3 separate regions of the Mus musculus genome follow, and regions 1 and 2 are each linked to region 3. The links are chromatin contacts, called in public HiChIP or PLAC-seq and promoter capture Hi-C maps. All regions are on one chromosome and are shown on one strand. The core of a region is the stretch at or near the end of the contact, and the rest is flanking DNA. Distances in the headings are between cores, read along the strand shown.

Region 1 (3,274 bases), core at 602-3,101, 180 kb after region 3:
TAAAGAAAGAAAGGAAGAAAGAAAGAAAGAAAGAAAGAAAGAAAGAAAGAAAGAAAGAAAGAGGGAGAAGGAAGGAAGGAAGGAGGGAGAGAGAGAGAGAAAGAGAGAGAGAGAGAGACCACTGAACTCCAATGACACTGAAATACTATTACAAAGGGCGCATACTCAACCCCACTGTTAGGTGGTTAGAATGTGGACTTCCCCCTCTTTCTCCCTTCTTCCCCCCTCTCTCTACCTTCCCCCTCCCCTCTTCTCCTTCTGCTCTCCATCAGCATACCACATACTCCCCTCCATGATTATTCATATCCACTATAGACCCAGAGACATCAGGCCCAGTAACCATGGGGTAAAACCTCTACAATATAATGATCCAAAATAAATCTTCCCTCAGTTAAGTATTCTGTCCCAGCAATGGAAAACTGACTGACATACTTGATGGTACCTCCTTGGCTTATACTTATATGGACTTGTTTTCCTTACATTAAGTAGCTATTGCTATTAAGTGCCTAGTTACATGAGAGGCACTATGAATACTTAATGCTGCACTAATAATGGGTTCACAACATCTTATGTCATCTAGCAATGACATGCCCTTTTATAAATGTAAGCAAATTATCCACAGGTACCTCAAAGCCTGCTGATTTCACAGCTGAGGGGCTTCCTGTCAGCCATGCCCCTGCCTCCACTTGCAAATACCTTCCTCTCTTGTCTGACTGTACACCAACTGTAATACACCTTTCATGAATCCGTGAACCCCTCTCCTTCAAGACAAATCCTAGTGGTATATCCTCCTCCCTGTCACCATACCAGCAGCCTTTCAGTGAGCTCAGAAGCCCAAAGTAAGAAAACACACCCACATCCTTGGAATGATGTGGCAGGCATGAGGCCAGGGACTAAGGATGTGATGGAAGGCATAAGGCACAGCCCCTGACATCACAGAGCAGGCGTCTGAGAAAGGTAACTGTGCCCAAGCACAGCCAAGAAAGAAACAAAGCCCTCCTATTTCTGGTGACAGTAATCAAGCACAATGCCTAAACCGGGTGGACTCAGGTAAGTACAGGACATGCTGAACTTGAGACTTCTGTTACCTAAGAACTCTAAACTTTGAGCACAAACTGGTATGAAACCATCATAAACAAGCACTATGTAGGTTTTGCGGTTGGAGTTTCATGGTGATACTAGGAGCAGAGACTGAGAAAACGACCCATGCTGTGCTGTCCTGAAGCACTCTGCTCTGGCTGGGGCATCTGGCCTGGCTGTTTCATTACTTGGAAAGAAGTCTGTTCACAGGGGCCCCAGAAAGAGAATTGAAAAGCAGCTTTTCCTGCCTGCCACCCTTGGGTCTTCCCTCTTCTCCACGTTCCTGAAGCGCCCAAACGTGCAGTGCAGCCTCTGCTCTCACACCAGGCAGGATCAAAAGCAGAGAGGCCAAGAGGAAGGAAGTGGTCCAAGAGCTCTGCAAAGCTGTGGGGCCCTCCCCACCTGGCGGCCTGGAGATGAGGTCACCAGTAACTGCCTAGTCAGTACCGGGAAGCTGAGGGCTCCGTGGTTCACTCCCCTCAGGTGACTGCTGGGCCCAGAGGCCACTGTCAGACAGCCTCTGAGCTCTGAATTGAATGCGAGAATTTCTTCCTTTTATAAGACACAGAGTGGAAAAAATACTAAAACACAAGGTGCATTCCCTACCTTCTTTACAGCAGCACTCAAGTTGACACCGCCCCAGCAGGGAAAGAGTAAAAGCAGCTCACATTCCATGAGCTATTAGTGAAAGCGTGCCCCCAGCACGGGCAGGGTCAGCTCCTCTCACCACAGGCAGAGCCTGGTGTCAAATGTTCTCACCTGTACTCTACAATTTCTAACGGACTTTAGCTGACTATTGAAGCTGAGGCTGTACGCAAATCAGGACTCTCCACCTCCTACAAGGATGTGAAGGATCAGATTTCCCTCTTAGCCATTACAAAGCAGTCTGCAAGGACTACAGAGACAGGAGGGGCTGAGGTCCCCCCAGCTGGTATGAGAAAGAACACCCCTTGTAAAAGCAAACATCAAACCACCATGACTAGAGAGAGGTTGCTAACTTTATCTCCCACCACGCATGCAACATCAATCCTGGACAAATTATAGGACCCAAGAAAAAAAGGAGGTACATTTTAAAGATGGGAGATACATATCTGAGTCTTAACCAACCACTCAATATATCTCCATCTTACTAGAGAACAGGTACATAATGTTGGTTCTTCCAATAAAATATAAGCTATTTTATTACTGGCCACAGTAGCAATTTTTGGAACATACTTATTATGTTTTATAATCTCAATGGATATTCATGCTCAAGTGTTGTATAACTATGCGAAAACTCTGAGCACACAACTGTGAGTAACTTGCTCTAAGCCACACAGCTACCATCCAATATTTACATGTGAATTCCAGGAATAACAAGTAACTCAGTGCTCAGGAAAACAGTGGCTCCTGAGCCAGGCACGGTGGCACACGCCAGCAATCTCAGCACTAAGCAGGCAAGGCAGGAAGATTTGGAGTTCAGAAGTCTCCCTGAGCCACAGAGGACCTTATCTCCAAATAAGAAGGGAAAAAGAAAGGGAACAGAAAAAGAGGGGAGGAGAGGGGAAGGGGAGGGGAGGAGAGGGGAGGGGAGGGAAGGGGAGGGGAGGGGAGGTTGATTCTTTGGTTCAGTGGACAAGTAAAACCGTCTGTTATCATTATTTAAAATTGTAAATGGACAAGTAAAACTGTCACTTGCAAACTTATACATAAATACATGCCTTAATATAAATGCATATTAAAAACTAAAGCCACGTTTTAAAGATGTTAATGCTATAAACTTAACATTTTAAGTATTTAAACATTAATGTTTAAATATTTAATGTTACAGAAGGGGCCGTCCATACAGATATCCTCCCAGATTAAAAGTTAGGAAGCGTGAACTAAAAGTTAACAATACTGTCTTTGTTTTACTCAAAGGCACCACATTAACCACAAAGCCACTCACATCTCTTCCCAGAATGCAATCAATATTCAAATCACCATTAAACCTCTCTTGCATCCCCATCCAAACTGCTACATCATCCAGGACTTGGTCTAAAGCCCATACTGCCCTCTAGTGGCGAATACCATGACACATGCATAGCAGAGAATGCCTTCCTTAAGATGTGGCTCAAATTCTACCCTGCTTTCTCAGATCAAATACAGTCAGACAGGTAGCATTGGGGTCTGAGTACGAATATCCCCTACACCCTCACATTTTCCAATACCTGGT
Region 2 (3,255 bases), core at 560-3,059, 130 kb after region 3:
TTGAACCTGTAATCCCAGCACTGGAGAGGCTGGGGTAAGGTGAGGTGTTCAGACTCTGCTCTGAGAGACACTATTTAAAACCCAAAGGCCAGGTGTGGGGCACACACCTAACTCCATCCACAAGTACAAAGACACAAGGACTACAAGCTCTGAGGCTGCTGAGCTCCTACAGGAAGTCCAGGTGAGCCTGAAACTCACAACAGGGTTATTTCAGAAAAGAAAACAGGTCAAGACAGAACATTTGTGTGCACTTTCACAATTAAAAAACAAATGCTGCCTTTATATATCTTTTAAAAATAACGAGTAGGCTGAGCAATGGGTAGTGGGGCTGGATTTGTGCAGTTTCCATGAAGTCACACAGGAAAATAGATTACAAGGTAGAAGGGAAGTGAAGACAGCACACAGGAACTATTTTCTAATGCATCTGCAAAGGATGCTAGAAGAACAGTTTGATAGTTGCTTAGGAGATACGAGACAGTTTGAGGAACTTTTACTTTTGATTCGGTAAGACAGAGTTGGGCGGGAGGGGAAAATGGTGAGACCAAAAAAAAAAGAGAGAGAAATCTAAGAAAGACCAGAGAAAATGCTCCAGGTCCAGTGCTGGGTGGAAGCATTCAAAGTTGGCTTAAGCACATGGAGGAACCTCGGCATAATGGTACAGAGAGATGGTGTGGTATTGTGTTAATCCAGAGTACAACTGGAGAGCAAAAAAAAAAAAAAAAAAAAAAATCCATGGGAACAATTTGTTAAATACTCAGAAACAGGTCAGTTAGCAAACCAACATGGAAATAGTGCTATCCAAAATCAGACCGGAGTTGTGCTGATAAACTGGAGAAAGGTCGGAAGTCCCTACGCACCACTAAAGGATGGTGCAGACTGGGCACAATTAGCATCCCACAAGGACAGGGCATGTGTGTCCCAAAGAGGGGGCTGGCATCTTTTGAACCACTCTCTGCTCATCTGTTGCTGCATTGCCAGTACAGGGCAAGGCTCCTGTGGACACCCACACAGGTGTGCTTTACTCTCAGATAAATGTTCAGTTTTCCAGAAAAAATAAAGCAAAGGGGAGTGGGGGAACCTTAGCTAGTTAAAACCATGTGAATCAAAACTTTAAAATGAATCCAAACAGAGAACACTGTAGCTATTATTACTACAGCTTCACACAAAAGGTCATGGCTAGACATGGGAACAATCCATCCTCCTGCCGGCTGGGTTCCTCTCCCTCTTCACACACCCCTTCATGCTGTTTACCCTTGATCAGGCCTTGACAATCTGTAACCCTTAGCAAATCTACATCAGCTCCAACTTATATAAGCACAAACTAGAGCCGGCCTCCAAAAGCTGGTGGAAATCTGTACTGCTGGATGCTCAGGAATTTGGCGAGCCATCAACATTTCAGAGGGTACTTTAAATGTTTTGGTTTGAGCCCTAATGCAGCACTTCCCGCTTGTCAACATGAACAGCCCAAGCTAAAAAGCAAAGTACATTTCCCTCAGTACCAGTCAGATGTTATACTAAGTCGCTGAACCAATCTTACCTACAGGGACTGTGGAGGCCAGAAGAATTGGTAAGTAGGAAAATTCCATCCAGTTCAGGGTAGAGTCAAAGACTACAGGTAATCCCAAAGTAAGATGGCTTTCTGCACTTTGAGTCTCCGAAATTGTTCCTATGTGATGAATGGAACACTGGATTTATAGGTGAGACTGGACTTTCCCTACGTTCAGCAAGGTAATGAAGCATGATTTTCTTCTGTGGGCTCACGGACTAGGAATTGGGAGTTCCTCTTTTAAGCAAGCTCTCAGGCTGATGCAGAATAGCAGTGTGCAGTAGCAGAGATGGGGTTAAAAGGAGTTATCTGATCCTGTGAAGGGGACAAGTGCAGCTGGGTTATGACGCAACCCTCGGAGCAAAGGCAGCTCAATAACTAAAATGCTTAGGAAAGAAAACAAATACAGAGCATGAAGGCCGCCACCCCAGCAGAGCTGAAGCCAGACGTGAAGGAGTTCATGTAAGGGAGTCCCTGCTGTCCTCCAGACACACTGATGCCTGGGCTACGGATGGGGACGGGGACGCAATGGTAAGTCACACTCTAATTTCAAAAGAGAGAAAGAGGAATCAGAGTGGCCTCCTGGTGCTTGTGTCTTAGGGTTTATATTTTCATTTCCTTGATCCTTAAGTTCTGATTTCTTCCTCTAAGGCTTAAAAAAAAATACGTAAAGAGTGGTTTTAGTTTCAATTCACGAGTGGCGAGGATGAAGAAGATACTTACAAAGTTCCATCTATAGTCTACTTTTCTGTAAATTGTAAAGTAACTTAAATGAAGCCTGACTAACATTTTTGTAACCTAAAATATACTTATGGTAAGCTCTAGTTTATTTATTCAACCACCTAAAGATTGATAGGTTAAAAAAAAAAACCTCATTTGATGGAAAATTTGTAAACTTGCAACTGTAGGGAGAGGTTTTGAGACTCAACCACAGCGTGCCCTCATGCTGAAGGAAGTTTAAAAGAAGTAAATTCAGTATTTACTATATCCTGACAACTTTAAAATATTAGCTAATCACAAGAAATTGTTATGGGTTGGGGTATAAAATACCTATGACCACTCTTCCTAAAAATAAAGAAGACCCTTCTCTGCCTTTAGCTCATGTCATGTGCACAAGAGCCAAGAGACACTGTGACAGCATGTCATGATTTTATATGACAGGGAGGATTTCTAGTTAACAGGTCCATGCACTGAGCTCATAGGTTACTGTCCTCCACCTTTAAGACTTGGAACACATGCTGTCAGATCGTCAGGTCACTGGGTGTTCCGAATAGGCAGGGGACACTGGAAAAAAAAATCTCTGTATGTCTCTGTCTTACCAATCTGAAACTGAGTTTAGCAAGTTTCAGAGTCAAGGTGACTTGTCTAATTAAAGGGCAAGACTAGTACTCAGAGAAACCATCCGGCTCCCAATCTATTTCCTTGTCTCTAGCATACAATGACTATGACTAATAAAAAATGTAATTTATGCATGAATAGGAGAGAAATGCAAGACTGTGCAGAACTGGCTAGCCCTTTAGCTGGATGTTTACATAATAAGGGCAGTAATCGAGTTATAGAAAATAGTTAATATTATTGGAGTCCCAAAAAGGGGGGGGGGGGCGAAGCAAGCTTGCAGATAGACAGCTAAATCTTGATATGCTGAGATCCTGAATAACATTATTTGTTTGGGTTTTTAACTTTTTAACCCGCTTCACCTCTGTCCTAGT
Region 3 (3,018 bases), core at 354-2,853:
ATTATACAAGATTTAAAAGTCAATATATAGTCTGCCTCTGATGTATGAACTCAATTTAGTATATATTTCATGTACATGTATGTGGCTTTCTCTGAATAAAATTTTTTGGGAGAAAATTAATTACAGAAACAGGTACAACACAAATTAAGTCTTTCAATTCCAAGGTATCTTTACTGAATCCAGGTAAGGAATTCAATTTTGTTTCTGAAAAATAGCATGCTTTTATTTGTAATACTAATGGGTAACATTTCTTAGTAATTTTGCAAGTATACCTATTTAAAGACATTTCTCCTCAAAACGGCCAAGGTACCCCGCCCCCCATGTGAGCATATCTGTTTTTGTCTGTCTTCCTCTTTAAGTGTGACTTCTTCTGACACTACCAGTAATGTCACCACCCACTGCTGTCTGCCATGTGATGAAATCGTTCTCCTGAGTAGAACTCACATCTAAATGGCTCCTGGATGCCTTCTGAAAGAAGCCCAAGTCACCCTTATTGTGACTTCTGGTTTTCCCCTCCCATGGCCACACTGCTATGGCATTTGAGTTAACTCTGAATTCTGGTGGCATGGTTTTTCCTCTTAACAGTCACCTTTCTTGCCTTTCCTTAAACTTTCCCCACCTGTCCTATACTTTTCTGTATACTTAGTCCGTCAGGATGGTCTGTGTGTCCACTATTGTAGGACCCCTGTTCTGACTACCTCTGCCTGTGTGACTTAAACCGTTCCCCGTTGGTGCCATCATGACCTGACCTGCACGTCCCGTTGCATGTAAAAGTGCATCTACTTCCCCCTAAGGGCAGGGATTCCCTCCACCATCTCCATTGCTGCAGTGCCAATGGCTACTCAGGCTGGCCTTTCTGTTATTTTAAAGAACCTTCCAAAGCGTTGTATAGAAAGCAAATGCCCATCTAATACTGCTTCTTAGAGACTACGTAGTGTTGTAACACAAGTTTTACTAAATACTGCTTACTCAGCAAATGAAAATTCTTATCAGCACACATTTTCTTATATAAACATAGCTTGTTTCCTATCCTGATGTAAAATAATAATTTTATTTTACTTTTATTTCTTATGCTAAGCTGTTACTTAAGTTTTTGGTAGATTCTAGAAATGCCCTGAAGTCCAGATAAGCATTTTAATTGGGAGATCTTTGAAGATAATGGCTTTTTTCTTTTTCTTTTTGCAATGCCAATAGCTATTGTGCTTTGATGACAAAAATTATACCACTGAAAATTAAGAAAAGTCACTTGGCTTCTATAACTAGATATATTTATATATGTGGGAAAAAACATTTACTCTTGCCTGTTTTTTATCAATAGAGTCAAATCCAGCAATTTTGTTTCCCTTTGTATCGATCAAAGAACCCATGGGTTCACACGTGATGACATCGCAGGTCTGCTTTGGCAAAGGCAGCAACTGTCGAACTTTGTCAATGCTTTCTGACCTCTTGTCTCCTAGTTCTTTCTAGAAGAAAGAGGGGGGAAAAATGTAAAAGCAAGAGAGAAGTGAGGCAAAAATTCTGACTTTACAATGAAGCAAAAGCTAACAAGAAGGAAGTTCCCCAGTGACACATTTCCTTTTTTTTAGGGCTAGTATGTCTTTAGTCCTTAGCGCAGTCTATGGAACAGCTGCAAATTGGACTGGTGAAATGTTTCATTTCTTCTATTCAAGTAGAAAATCAGGGTGCACACAAAGGCAGTCTTGTTCTCCATGACAAATCAGAGTGCTGAAATGACAAAACGCCAGTGTCATTTGCTGTCACACAGCAGGAGCTGCCGCACGGACACTTTCCCGTATCCAGGGTCACAGTGCAAGGTAACCATCAGCTTTTTTACTGTAACGTCTTCAGATTATGTATTTGCAATGTCTATTTGCCGTTCATGTCCAGGACTGTTAGTGGATTTACAAATTCAATGCAGAGCTCATTTTTTTTTTTCCCACTTGCATGTGTAAATCCAAGCATGGGTTCAAAGGAAATCTGACACTGGAGTTTTGGTTAGATATCTGATAATGCATTTTTAAAATCCTTAAAAATTAAAACACATTTTATTTGAGCACACCTTTTCAGAGAAAAAAATCGTTCAAATATCATGCTTGTAATTTTGAAGGACTGACAGAGTAGGTAAGATAACAAATAACCACAATCTGCTGAATCAGCTACACATGTAGATTAATGAGGAGGAAATTAAGACAATAATCCATAAACAACATGATTTCAGAGTAGAGGCTGATCACAAGCTTACTTTCAGTTTCTTTACTAAGTTCATGTATGCACGTTTGTTCTCTTCTGATCCCCCGGGGGAAGCACTTGATAGGTCAGAAGCCAGGGTTCCATTGATTAAAACACCCAGCATGTCAAGAACCGTTGTGAATAATTCACTGAGAAGAAAGAAAACCCCATTTTATTCTCACAAACAAAACCCGGACACACAGAATTGCCTAAGCATTTCTACTGAAAGTGCTAAGTTTTTAATGACAGCTAAATCAGTAAGTGGCAGAATTTCCTGTCAGTAGACAAAAGCTTGTACCATGCATGCATGCAGGGGAAAAAAAAAGGTATAAAATGATAAAAAACAAAATAAAACAAAACAAAAACCCAACATACTTGTTAGTGTGCATGTCAACAGTTCCCGAAGTAATTATCTGGAGGAGTAGGAGGGCCCAGTCGGTGGTCCCCTGCGTGCTCCGCTGTACCGTGTCAAACATTCCTCCTACCTAGCATACAAAATATGATAAAGATTTTGTATTGCTACCCCTATTACCATATGTGCCCAAATGTTGATTTGTTAAACCAGAAGTGATGTTAAGAACTGGTTCTTGCTAGCCACACTATGGATTATCCTACAACTGTCTCTTCTAGCTATGTGGTTATCACTGTTTATGGTTCTTTCCACAGAGGCTAGGCATTCAAAACTTAACAGAAAGTGTAACACTTGAATGTGGGCAGTCACAAAATTACCTTTCTCTTCTCATCAGTCTCTCATGGTACTTAGTTTTAGACATAACTGCAGTTAAACCT

The links. Promoter capture Hi-C pulls out the DNA fragments that hold promoters and counts their contacts. HiChIP or PLAC-seq counts read pairs in DNA pulled down with a chosen protein or histone mark.
Region 1: a CTCF HiChIP or PLAC-seq map of CD8 T cells shows a contact between it and region 3, with 9 read pairs. The contact joins the enhancer-like site here to the promoter of P2ry12 in region 3. A contact is called at or near these places in 7 of 39 promoter capture datasets (the 3T3-L1 cell line, the C10 cell line, the HPC-7 cell line and 4 more), 1 of 15 datasets of contacts at CTCF or cohesin (CD8 T cells), 5 of 484 Hi-C or Micro-C datasets (CD8 T cells, LSK cells, common lymphoid progenitors and 2 more), 2 of 115 datasets of contacts at active chromatin or transcription factors (CD8 T cells and effector CD8 T cells) and 4 of 9 other capture datasets (adipose tissue, liver, macrophages and 1 more).
Region 2: a contact with region 3 is called in a promoter capture Hi-C map of macrophages, with 10 read pairs. The contact joins the promoter of P2ry14 here to the promoter of P2ry12 in region 3. A contact is called at or near these places in 6 of 39 promoter capture datasets (the HPC-7 cell line, embryonic stem cells, epiblast stem cells and 3 more), 9 of 484 Hi-C or Micro-C datasets (CD4 T cells, LSK cells, bone marrow-derived macrophages and 5 more), 8 of 115 datasets of contacts at active chromatin or transcription factors (CD8 T cells, the HPC-7 cell line, bone marrow-derived macrophages and 4 more) and 3 of 9 other capture datasets (adipose tissue, liver and pancreatic islet).

What each region holds. Positions count from the first base shown.
Region 1 is chr3:59,079,313-59,082,586 of GRCm38.p6, reverse strand. All of the region lies in intron 10 of Med12l (mediator complex subunit 12-like), which reads right to left. Among named protein-coding and RNA genes, the nearest start is that of Gpr171, 21 kb to the left of the region's middle. Within about 2 kb of position 1,851, at least 83 of the 459 cell types and tissues checked have an H3K27ac peak or open chromatin away from gene starts, as enhancers often do. A contact at or near this core is called in CD8 T cells, the HPC-7 cell line, LSK cells and 1 more, where this site is marked.
Region 2 is chr3:59,129,316-59,132,570 of GRCm38.p6, reverse strand. It overlaps P2ry14 (purinergic receptor P2Y, G-protein coupled, 14), which reads left to right and starts at 1,809. Exons shown (of 2, transcript NM_001287124.1): 1 at 1,809-2,077. The coding sequence starts at 2,075. All of the region lies in intron 15 of Med12l (mediator complex subunit 12-like), which reads right to left.
Region 3 is chr3:59,261,570-59,264,587 of GRCm38.p6, reverse strand. It overlaps P2ry12 (purinergic receptor P2Y, G-protein coupled 12), which reads left to right and starts at 1,603. Exons shown (of 5, transcript NM_001357008.1): 1 at 1,603-1,814. Med12l (mediator complex subunit 12-like) reads right to left here. Exons shown (of 44, transcript NM_177855.3): 33 at 2,605-2,714; 34 at 2,243-2,378; 35 at 1,302-1,463.